Regions from separate parts of the Mus musculus genome. Here region 2 is linked to region 1. The links are chromatin contacts, called in public HiChIP or PLAC-seq maps. All regions are on one chromosome and are shown on one strand. The core of a region is the stretch at or near the end of the contact, and the rest is flanking DNA. Distances in the headings are between cores, read along the strand shown. Region 1 overlaps Evl (Ena-vasodilator stimulated phosphoprotein). Region 2 overlaps Gm33682 (a long non-coding RNA gene).

Region 1 (5,855 bases), core at 1,027-3,526:
ATTACACTAACAGTAGGTGAGAAGTCCACCGGGATCGGATTTCAACATGGATCTCCCTAGGTTAAATTAAGACGGTGGAAACGGTACACTCCGCTCTGGAGGCTCTGCAGAAGAGTTAGCCCCTTCCCTTCCCTCTCCTACACAGTACCCACATTCCTTGGTCCATGGCTCCCTCCATTTTGAAAGCATGCAATCCATCATTCTGACCCCTCTTCTAAAGTGACCTTTCCTTCTGGCCATGCTTAAGGCAAAATCTGCTTTTGCTTTCTCTTGGGATTTTGTTTGTTTGTTTTGTTTTTTGTTTTGTTTTGTTTACTTTTCTTTTCAGCTGTCCTTAAGCCCTATGTAGCTGAGAATCACCTTGAACCCCTGAACCTCCTTTCTCTACTTCCTGAGTGTGAGGATGATAACATGAACCACCAAGCCCAGCCCAGCATGTTCTTTAGGTTCATATGCATGTACCTACATGTGCATGCATACATGTATGTGCACATGTATACGAGGCAGAGGGCGATACTGGGAGTCTTCTTTAATCACCCTCCACTTCAGCCTGAGACAGGCCTCCTGGAGCTTTCCTGATCCTGCCACACACTGCCTGGCTTCAGTGGGCTGGACCCCTGGTGTGAGCCATCCTTGTTCTCTTACCATCCTACCTTGAACCTCCAGCTGGAGATGTAGCCTGATCTTCCTGGATCAGAGTTCTTCTGTCCTTAAAGGCAGAGCCAGGGAAACACTTCCATAGGCATTTATCCATCAGGGAACCCCTGTAGACACACTTACTTCAGGTTCTCTGGTCAAATGAATTTGCAAATTCAGAAGTTAGAGCTTTGGATGGCTCAGGTCTTCTCCTCAGGGAACCTTCCATATCATCCCTATAAAATAGGAGGTTCCTATCTAGTAACTACAGCTGCATTTGCACCCCTGTATCTATAACTTCAGCTTGCTCATAGCTCCTTCCTCCACAAATGTACATGCTGATATTTTGTTTCACTTGCTGCTCTCACTGTCTACCTCAACAGGAGCCAGTGGAAAGGCACTGCCACAGGTTGAGTGGCTCTGCTGCCTTGAAATGTCCTTTGTAGTTAAGGCTAATCTCAAACTCACAAAGATCCATTTGCTTCTACCTCCTGAATTCTAAAATTACAGGCCTAGCAAGCTCACTACTTTTGAATTGAGCCTCATTCAAGGTCTAAGGACATGGGCAGAATACAGACATACATTCTCCCCAGAATATCACAAGAACGGACTCTAGCTCAGGTCCTGACAAAGTCCTTGTTCGGCTCTGAAACTTTATGAGCCAGGCGATCTTAGTTTTGAGACAAGGTCCTCTCTGACCCTGGAACTCATCATTGGCCAGGATGGTTGGTCAGTGAGCTGCAGGGGTCTGTGACACCTCCTTAACCCCTGAAGTGGGCTTACAGATGCATACTGCCACACCCACCCTTTATATGGATGCCAGAGATCTGGACAATTCAGATCCTACATGCATGGCAGGTACTATATCGACTGAGCCATGGTGCGGGCCTGCAGTTCTTTCAGGTTTTGGTCTTCTGGGCTCCACCAGATGCCCACTAAGTTCAGTTTATAATATTCTGGGGCTTCTTTAGTCTAGAGCGCTACATTCTGAATTCTCATTCCTCACACAAGCCAGTTTCAAAAGCCTACAAACCATGTGGTCAGGTTTATCCCAGGAATGGCCTCACTTCTGAGTGCCAGGTTTTTGTGTTGGTTACTCGTGTTGTTGCTGTGACAAAACCCCTAACAGGAGCAACCCAAGGAAGGGTTTGTCTGGCTAATGGTCTAAGAAGGGATCAGTCCAGGTGTAGTGGTACACAACTTTAATCCTGGTACTTAGGAGGCAGGTAGGTGGATCTGTGAGTTCAAGGTCAGCTGGTCCACAGAATGAGACCCTGCCAAACAAATGAACAAACAAAGGGAGAAAGTCTTTTACGACAGGAAATGGCAGACCAGTATTAGGAACCTGGTCATACTGTGCCACCTGTCAAAGAGTAGAAAACAGACAGGAAGTGGGGCCAGGGGATAAAACCTCATGGCCTACCTCCAGTGATCCACTTCCACCTAGTGAGGCGCTACCTCTTAAAGTTTCTATGACTCTCTCAAACAGGACTATCAGCTGAAGACCACAGGTCCTAACATACTAGCCTGTGGGAGATATGTCACAGTCAAACTGTGGTGGGTCTCTTAGCTCAGGTTGAGCTGACAGCCCCACATGCTGCCACCCTGCACGGCTCTGACACCACCCTTCCTTGCTTAGCTCTGCAGAGGGCAATCTGAGCTGGCTTCTAGGAGTGCTCTCACATGCACAGACAGCCACTAGGCAACAGCTCCAAAGAGGGAAGCCCTTTAAACAGAACTCAGTTGTCTCTGCTCAGACCTGCTTCCTCTTTTTCTAGTTCTTACTAAGCCTAACTCTATGTGACCTGGAATTTCAGGATCTGCCTCCTGTGAACCAGTTAGCTTAAGTTCCACCTTCTTCCCTAAAATAGAAAAGCAAACAGAGGCAGAGGCCTCTAGCCACTGTAGGGCTTATCATGATATTTCTTCTCAAGAGTCAGAGTCCTATACACTGTCTGACGCCTGTTTGATTCAGTACCCATTGTAGATTTTGCTCATTTTACAGATGTTTTCAAAGTAAGTCACTACTGTCACTTCATCAAGGAGAGTAGCAGAATCAGTTAGTTACTACAATAACAAAGGTTATTTTTTTCATTTCCTGAAGATATTGGCCTATGTGTAACCATCTCTGCGATAAAGTAACTTTCAGTTTCCTCTCCCACTCCCTCTCACTTTTACCTGGTGCTACCGTCTTTTCTGGTTTTAGTAAGCAGGTAGCTTGAGCGAACCTTCTGGGAGACCTTTTAACTCAGTCCTAGAGCTTTAGTAATACACTTAGCAGAATTATGAGAAGGAGCAGGAAAGGAAAAGAGCTCTGGCCTGCCCTTGCTTTATACATGACTTCCTGGTTATCCCCACCTTCACTCTGGCTTCCTCATCTGTTCATTGAAAGGAATGGCTTTATTAAAAATTCATGGATTGGCCTTGAGGTGGTTAGCAGGTAAGAACTGACTCTCAAAACGGTTGTGTGTTCCATGTGCCCCCTTCCCACATACAAAATAAAAATAAAAACTATGCATAACAGGTCTTAAGTCAATCATGTAAAGACAACAGAACCTGTTGGGAATATAGGATAAGGGATGTTGGCACCAAAGAAGCAGTTTAGTGAGGAAGAAAGCCGTTCTGTTAAGAAAGCAGCATGTAATGTAATATGATGAACCAGCACAGAGCTTAAGATATAAGGTACCAGCAGGATTAGGGTAAATGGTGACCCCACAAAGGAACTTCAGAATGAGTGAAGAGGAATGTACCAACACCTGCAGCAGATGAACCAAGGCTGCTGGCTCTACTGTGTCAGCACAGAAACATCTACTTGACCTGCAAAAGGCACTGTCAGATTCTAAAGAACTTGGGAGTTTGCTAAAAACAAATCAAGAACTAAACCCAAAGCCAGTTCCCTTAGGAAACTTCCTTGAGAGACCAGCAAACTGGCTAGGGACTGTTCATCTCACCTTGGTGGAACACAGATGAGATTATATCAGGCCCCTAGAACCTAGAACAACTGACACCTATTAAAGACACCAAGGCACCACTGACTTAAGAGCACAGCACAGAGACCCTAACACCTGCCAAAATGAGAACAAAGACCTAATCCAGCAGGTCTATAGTTCTGGGAAAGTCCTTAAATACACTGACCTTGTTGTTTGGCTTCTGTGGCTCTGCCTACTGGTAACTGATCTTGCTAATTGAAGTGTGTCAACCAGGATATGGTTTTTGTGCATAAAAAGACAAGATCAGTTAAGGCTGATGGTTACACAATTTGGGCAAGTTCCCCAATGTGGCCCCTGGCCAGAGAATAAAGGCGTTCTATTGGCTTCAAGAGTCCATGTGTTCTTTGAAGGACTCACTTCACAACAGCATCATGTTAGTCACCTTTCTATCATTATAACAAAATGCCTGGACACTGACTACTGAAGAGACTGAACTCATACTTTTGAAGGTCTGGTCTGTTTGTTAAAACTTGTTTTAACTCAAATCAGGCAGCCCCATTCTCTGGGCCTCTGGTAAGGGTGACACATAATGGCAAAAGCAGATGGCAGAGCAAACGACTTAACAGCCAGAAAGCCCATAGAGACTGGGAGTCTAGGATCCCTCCAAACTTTCCAGGACATGTCTCTCGTGGCCTAATGGCCTCCTCCTAATGGCTTACAACCTTTTCAACAACACCACTCTGGGATATCAATTTTTAACACTCAGCCCTCTGGGATAGCAACTACAGCAAGTACAGAAGGAACTTTGAATGATAGCAAAGGAGATCATTCCTGAAGAACTGGCACACCATCCACCTCTGTGGTAAAGGCAGGACACTTTAAGAAGGAAGCAGGGAGGTGTTAGAGTAAAGAGGGTAGAGACATCTTCACTCAAAATCTGCTATCTCCAATGCAATGAGGTTAGTTAGCAACATTCAGTAGGCCTTTTGATATGACAGTATTTGTGTTGTCATTATCTGTGTCTTAGAGTCTTAACTACACCTTCAAAAATCAAAATGGAATTGGACTTGCTGGAGATTCTTGTATTTTCAATGACTATCTGCTAGGCCTTTCTTCCAAGGTTTACATTCAAATAACTGCTAGCCAGACATGCTCACTCTCACAGCACAGTTGCAGCTCTTGCTGCAGGCGCTACTTAAGTGGACCAGCTCTGTAAAGACCAGCTTACTGTAGTGAGAATTTTGGAATTTTGTTTTCTTTAAACACAGGGATATTATAAGAATGTGTTTTTGTTCTAATCTGATGTATGTGGATATGGGGCTTCTCCAAACTGACTGCAGCAGTAGACTATGATTTGCCTCATGATCTAGCAGAGTCATAGTTTTGCTAGCTGCAGATAGTGTCTGCTATTGTGTGACAGTTGGAATTCTAGAACTTTTCAGAGGGTAAATAAATGCTAGGGCCCCAAGAGGCTGATTGGTGGTCATTGGGGGGGGGGTGTTTGCGGTTGGATGTGGCTTGTTAATAGTTGTGTTCAAAGAACAAAGAAATTATATTCAGGGTCTCTCTCTCTCTCTCTCTCTCTCTCTCTCTCTCTGTCTTCCTCCCTCCCTCTCTCCCTCCTTCTTTCTCTCTTATTTAGTGATGGGGGGGGGTTAAAACAGGGGGGGTGGGGGGGGTAGAATAAAGGATGGGAAAAAGAACTCACAAAGCAGCAGAGACCAGCTATAGATTACTAAACATCCTAGGCAAAACTCAATGACCCAAACTCTCAAGCATCCATCCACAGCCTGGGGGTTGCCCTCACACACTTTCCCTCTTCAGCTACAGAACTTGGAGAATAATGTGTAAACAGCCAGATAAGAAGACACTTGAGCAATTCTGTAGGGAAATGCAACTTGTCTCTTCAGCCATCTATGGCCCACGGCTTTGGGCTCCTGAGGACACTGCTTTGATCTGTCTGCACATGCTCCCTTCATAGTTATGAACTGACAGTAGGGCTTCTGTGCCTTCACACCTAGTTATCCTCCCTCCTGAAATAACCGCCATCTACCGGCAGTCAAAATTAGGCTTGTCTTCCAGGATTCTACTTGCACGCTTTACCTCATCAACAGCATTTACTGAAGAAAATGCAGAGAGCTATCACAGGCACCGTAATATCCACTTCTTCAAAGAACGTTGTCCTTTGGTAGAGGATACTGTTCAGTCATCTTTTAGTATCCATTTGCTCCAGCACAGCTCTTGAAACACATGGCACACGTTCAGAATCTCAGTTAGGCTCTTCTGCTG
Region 2 (5,855 bases), core at 874-3,373, 130 kb before region 1:
CCACAGAAGTGGGAAGTGGGAGAGGTTGCAGCTGGCTGGCTGGGGCCCAGCTACAAGGACCGGCATGTTGCTTTCCAAAGAGCATTTCCAGGGTCCCTTCATGGAAAGAGCCTCTGTGGACAGCAAGATAATGGAGGGTGTAGACCACAGAAGGAAGCTACCTGATTAAGGATGATAAGGGGTGAAGCAGGAGTTGCTTTCATGTGGGAGGGACAGAAGCCCACTGGAGGAGGGGACACAGTGCAAATATTGCTAAGTGAACCTAGTAGCCTAGTAGGACAGCCCCAGTTCAGTAGGACAACCCCTGGAGCACCTAACCATGGTAGAGACCTGCAAAACCAGGAAGTGGGTGGCAGGCCTCTTCTACCTACTGCATGGTTCATGGGAGAGCACGGCAGAGCTAGCTTCCTGAAGCAGTCCTGAGCAGGGCCTCTTGCTTCTCCCTGCCTGCTTGGGTGGGAAAGGTTGCATGTACATGAAGAGATGGGTCAATAAGGCTGCCTTGGGCCTAAAGACAAAGGCACAGTAAGAACTGAGCCCTGGCAACCTGGCTTGGGTACCAAAATGGGATGCAGAAAGCTTTGGTGTTCCATGGAGGGTGGGTGAAAGGCATTGTAGGTCCCCTAAACCTGGCCATGAGATAACGTCCCAGTGGCTTCCCCCAGTACCCTGGGAGGAAGGCAGATCGGAACAGAACTGATTAACAGCTGTCTGGAAGGAAACCAAAGGTGAGTGGACATTCTCCCAACATTCCAATACACAACTTCCCTAAAGCCTCAGCAACTGATACTATTTCTTCTTGTTCTTCTTCTTGTTCTTCTTCTTGTTCTTCTTCTTGTTCTTGTTCTTCTTCTTCTTGCTCTTGTTCTTCTTGTTCTTCTTCTTGTTCTTGTTCTTGTTGTTGTTGTTGTTCTTCTTCTTGTTCTTCTTCTTTTTGTTCTTGTTCTTGTTCTTCTTGTTCTTTTTCTTGTTCTTCTTCTTGTTCTTCTTCTTGTTCTTCTCCTTCTCCTTCTCCTTCTCCTCCTTCTTCTCCTCCTTCTTCTCCTCCCTCTCCCTCTCCCTCTCCCTCTCCTCCCTCTCCCTCTCCCTCTCCCTCTCCCTCTCCCTCTCCCTCTCCCTCTCCCTCTCCCTCTCCCTCTCCCTCTCCCTCTCCCTCTCCCTCTCCCTCTCCCTCTCCCTCTCCCTCTCCTTCTTCTTCTTCTTCTTCTTCTTTTTTGGTTTTTGGTTTTTGGCTTTTTCAAGACAGGGTTTCTCTGTATAGCCCTGGCTGTCCTGGAACTCACTCTGTAGACCAGGCTGGCCTTGAATTCAGAAATCCGCCTGCCTCTGCCTCCCAAGTGCTGGGATTAAAGGCATGCGCCACCACCACCCAGCTTCTGATAGTATTTCTTAAAGATGTGTTTTTTATCAGGGGGCTCTGATGGCCCTCAGCACCTCGTCTGCTCTCCCCACCCCAATGCTACCCAGAGAAGGAGAGAGAAGAAGCTGCCCATTGGAGGAAGCCCCTGAAGGAGGCCCTTCCCTGGCCTCGGGGCCTGGAACAACAGGGGAAAATCAGATCAATGAAGGTTTGATTGATGACCACAGGATGGAGAAGCCAGAGGGGACCACACAGTGCCCAGACACTCCCAGGGGAAGGTGTTCACCTCCAGTCTGTTTTTCTGTTGTCAGGGGCACACTCAGGTGTTTTCTGCTTTGCAGATATTGTCTGCCCCTGGCCTTAAAAAATAAAAAAATATGTGTATTTATTATTTTTAATTCTCTCTCTTTCGTGTGTGTGTGTGTGTGTGTGTGTGTGTGTGTGTGTGTGTGCGGATGCTCAAGAGCTACAGGTGGTTGTGAGCCACCTAATGTGTGTGCTGGGAATGGAACTTGGGTCTTTGGACAGAACAGCAAGTTCTTTTAAACAGAGTCTTCTTGCCAGCCCAAAATAACCTTCTTAGCATGAGTGGTTCCAGTCCCAGCCTCTGGTCCTATTTCTCTTTTATCCTGTCCACCAGGAAGCTGCATGCCAACGTCACATTCACTTCCTCCCTTCGTTGACATTTGTACAGGAAATGCTGCTTGCATTTGTGACTCCTCCCTTCCCCCTCTTTCTTGCAGAGGAACTCAGGGCCTTCCACAGGCTGGGCCAGGGCTCTGTCAGCTTTGTCATAGCTACCGTAAGTCTTCTGGGGGTGAGACAGTCTTGGGAACACTCTCACTTGTTTTTTTCTGAGACGAGGTCTAAGTAGACCAGGCTGGCCTCACAGACATCCATCTGTCCTGCCTTCTGAGTGTTAGATTAAAGGTGTGTGTCACCACACCCTGCCTGATAGATTGCCTTAGAAGTCATGTGTGTTATGTAGGTATGTATGTGTGCAAGGACTGAGGTTTCAGACAGTGGCTTCTAAATCATTACAGCCTGGCCCAAATTCATCTTTAACCAAAATAGAAACCATCAAAACCAACATGTTTTTGCCAGCAAGAGCTATGTTTTACCCTATATACAGTACAAGGATCCCTGCTTTGGACCTGTTTCTCCTGGACTCTGGAGACCGTCATCCGCACCCTGATGGGGGTGGACGCGTTTCCTAACAATAAGCTGTTGAGATGTTTCGGGGAGTTGTTTGTTGACAGGTCAGGTGAGGTTGGTTCTGAAAGGTGGCTTGTACAATGTGCAGATAAACATTGTCACGGGGTCCTGGGTTCTTCCTGTTGGTCAATGCTGGCTGTGGACACTGGTCTCGTGGGTTTGCTGAGGTGTGCAAACACAAGTTTGACTCAGAGCTGCCTGCAACTCCAGTTCCAGTGGATTCAGCGCCCTCTTCTGCCCTCCTCAGGCTTCTGCAACCACATGTGTGCATGAATGCATGCCTGAAAACTCAGCCCCAGTGTACTTAAAATTGTATATGTATATGTATATGTATGTGTATATGTATGTGCATATATATGTGTTAATCCTTTCAGCAGCTGTCACGGGTGCCTTTGGTGGGGTACACTAGCACTCTGCAAAGTGCTCTTATTATCTTCAAGGTCATTTCTTCCTTCCAAGAGGCCGGGAGGAACAGGAAGGGACAATACAGGTTCCAGCGTTTGGATTCCCCTGTGAGGACCAGGCAGGGAGTCAAGTGTGCTGGGATGGAGGTTTAACAGCCGAACCCTTATCTTATCCTTATGTCAAACATGGAGTCAAGAAAGGACTGGGCGATTTAAGATGCTTGCAGGCAAAGAGGGCCAGGCAGGGGGGCTGACTTCAGACCCTTAGCATCCACATCAAAACCAGGCAAGGTGGGGTAGCTCCATTGCTGGAGGGGAGGGGAGGGGATGAGACAGACAGACAGACAGATCCAGGAGGCTTACTGACCCGCCTGCCGGTCTAGCTGAGAAGGTTCAGGAGGAGATCCCATCTGCAAACAAACAAGGTGCAGAGTGATGGAAAAAGACACTCAGCACTGATCTCTGCTCTTCTCCCGCGCACATGTGTATATGCAGCATGTGCGTCTGTACACACATGTAAACATGTATGCAACTATACATGCAGGTCCATACAAAAATAAAATTGTGTACCTGAGCCCAGCATTGTGGCACAAGCCTGTAATCCCCGGTGCCCTGGAGGCTAAGGAAGGAGGGTCACAAGTGCAAGCCAGTTTGGTTTGCATAGCAAGGCCTTATCTCAAAAACAGAAAAATGTGGGTCTGGGGTATTGAGTAGAATGCTACACTGCAAATTATGGCCCTGGGGCTAAAAACAATAGCAAAGTATGTGCCTACAACTAACGTCATTGAAAGAAAGCACAAAAGGAGAGAAAGAAAATGGAAGCCCCCAAACAAACTCATCTGCCTGTATTTCTCTGAGACCGTAACAGCTCTGCTGCTGGGAGTGGGGTGCCCTGTACACGCAGAGAGTTCAGCCTCCAGTGGGTGGTCTCCAACACAGCTAACTCTCAGCTGTTACTGAAGGCAGTCCCTAATGAAGACGTCAACTCTAACAGCCCATGAAACCTCCAGGCCTGTTTCACGTCTGATCTCTCTCTACCTTGCTAGCTGGTCCATGGAAGCCTCCAGCTCAGTGTCGCAAGTCAGTCAGCCTACACTGTCTGCGAGCCCAGGGAGGAGGCGTCCTGCAGGCAGCCTTCGGGATGCCAACTCTGCCGGGCAGAGTGGTGCACGCCTTTAATCTCAGCACTTGGGAGGCAGAGGCAGGTGGATTTCTGAGTTCGAGGCCAGCTTGGTCTACAAAGTGAGTTCCAGGACAGCCAGGGCTATACAGAGAAACCCTGTCTCGAAAAAACAAAAAAAAAAAGGATGCCAGCCCTGGGACTGAGACTGACTTCAGGTCTAGCCTCTGAGGAGCTTCAGGGCCAGCGCTGAGTCAGCCAAGTTATGTGGAAAGTAGGGTAAGGTGGGGTATACCCAGGAATTCCCTTGAGATCGAGTAGTGTGTCTGGAGAAGGGGACTAAGGGCAGAACGGGGTTCTGATAGGAGGCATCTGTCTCATCCCCGCGGCCTTGGTCAGTGACAGCAAGCACCCGTGGCTGTTTCGGGGGCACTCCTGTACTCCCATTCGCTCTTCCAACCCACCCCAGGGACCCGACTCTTCCTCCAGCTCAGCTCCAGGCTCTCAGCTGACAAGCACGCAGGTGCCCCCTCAGCCTCCCAGTTCTGTTGCCAGGCAGTCCAGCCTAAAGATCTAGGCCAGCCATCAGCCTTTGGGAACCTCCAAGTGCTATACAGTTTCTGTCAAGCCTAGACATACCTGGGAAGACAGAATCTCGCATTACCTCAATCAGGATGGCCTGTGGGCAGGTCTGGGGCGGGCGGGCGGGGGGGGGGCATTTTCTTAATTGCTAATTGATGTAGGATGACATGCTATCTTTGGGCAGATAGGCCCGAGTTGTATCAGAAATCAAGCTTAGCAAGCCTTGGGGAACAAGCTAGAAAGCAGCGTTCCCCCATGCTCTCCGCTTCAGTTCCTGTCTGGGCTTCCCTCCATAGTTGACATAACACAACCACCCACGCCAGGTTGCTTTTGGTTAAAGTGTTCTTTCACGGCAAGAGTAAAGCTAGCCGGGACCCCAGGGAAAGTACGCAGGCGCAGGCATCAGCTAAGGTGTAGTTCCTAAGCTATATTTGTGTCCACACAATGTTGAGTTCCTACTGCATACCAGACCCTCTATCTATCTGAAGGGGAGAGAATCCTGAAAAGCAGTTCTGTATGGTACCAGAAAAATCCCGAGGGAGCACAGCGCAGCACACACACACACACACACACACACAGCCCAGCATGCACTGCTACTGAAGTGCAGTTAGCAGGGAGGAAGCCAGGCGGAGCCACAGAGCAGACTACGGAGAACAGCAGGCCAGTGCAGGCCCCGCCTCTCTCGCGGCACGTGACCAGACTAGCCAATGCCTGCGCGGGGTGGGTCTGCTGGTCCCAAAGCACCGCCTCCCGGGTGCTCGAACGGGAAAGAGACGCCAGCAGGAGGCGCCACGGGGCCACGGCCCGACCGTGCGTGCGCTAACAAGTCATCGGGTCCACGGTTCCTGAGGTCGCAGCCTCTCCGCCTGGTTTGGGTTTCCGCGGGGCGTGGACGCTGAGAGGATTGCTTCCCCGTTGCGAGTTCGCTTGAGTTGGGGACGCGATGGCGGAGTGGCCGCGCCCCTGTGTGTCCCCAGCTGAGGATGTCCCTGCCTAGGGTGCGTACCGTTTACCGCCAGTCCTCACCTCTGAAAATGAGTGCGACTCAGTCTAATAAAGGTAGCCGTGCTGAGCAGGGATTTGGAGGACAGGCTCGGAAGGGAGTGGGCCAGGGAAGCCACACACCCAGGAACCCTTGGCTAAGCACAAATGGGAACTGACCTGGACGCACCTG

What was found. HiChIP or PLAC-seq counts read pairs in DNA pulled down with a chosen protein or histone mark.
Region 2: a contact with region 1 is called in an H3K27ac HiChIP or PLAC-seq map of regulatory T cells, with 6 times the contacts expected there. The contact joins two enhancer-like sites. A contact is called at or near these places in 13 of 484 Hi-C or Micro-C datasets (CD4 T cells, CD8 T cells, Th1 cells and 9 more), 18 of 115 datasets of contacts at active chromatin or transcription factors (the 230-238 cell line, CD4 single positive thymocytes, CD8 T cells and 13 more) and 5 of 9 other capture datasets (adipose tissue, bone marrow-derived macrophages, embryonic stem cells and 2 more).

What each region holds. Positions count from the first base shown.
Region 1 is chr12:108,627,817-108,633,671 of GRCm38.p6, reverse strand. All of the region lies in intron 1 of Evl (Ena-vasodilator stimulated phosphoprotein), which reads right to left. Among named protein-coding and RNA genes, the nearest start is that of Mir342, 28 kb to the left of the region's middle. Within about 2 kb of position 2,276, at least 97 of the 459 cell types and tissues checked have an H3K27ac peak or open chromatin away from gene starts, as enhancers often do. A contact at or near this core is called in CD4 single positive thymocytes, Th1 cells, acute myeloid leukemia and 10 more, where this site is marked.
Region 2 is chr12:108,757,634-108,763,488 of GRCm38.p6, reverse strand. It overlaps Gm33682 (a long non-coding RNA gene), which reads left to right. Exons shown (of 2, transcript XR_381914.3): 1 at 1-728; 2 at 1,412-1,758. Gm33628 (a long non-coding RNA gene) reads left to right here and starts at 5,298. Exons shown (of 2, transcript XR_381913.2): 1 at 5,298-5,679. Within about 2 kb of position 2,123, at least 63 of the 459 cell types and tissues checked have an H3K27ac peak or open chromatin away from gene starts, as enhancers often do. A contact at or near this core is called in CD4 single positive thymocytes, Th1 cells, acute myeloid leukemia and 10 more, where this site is marked.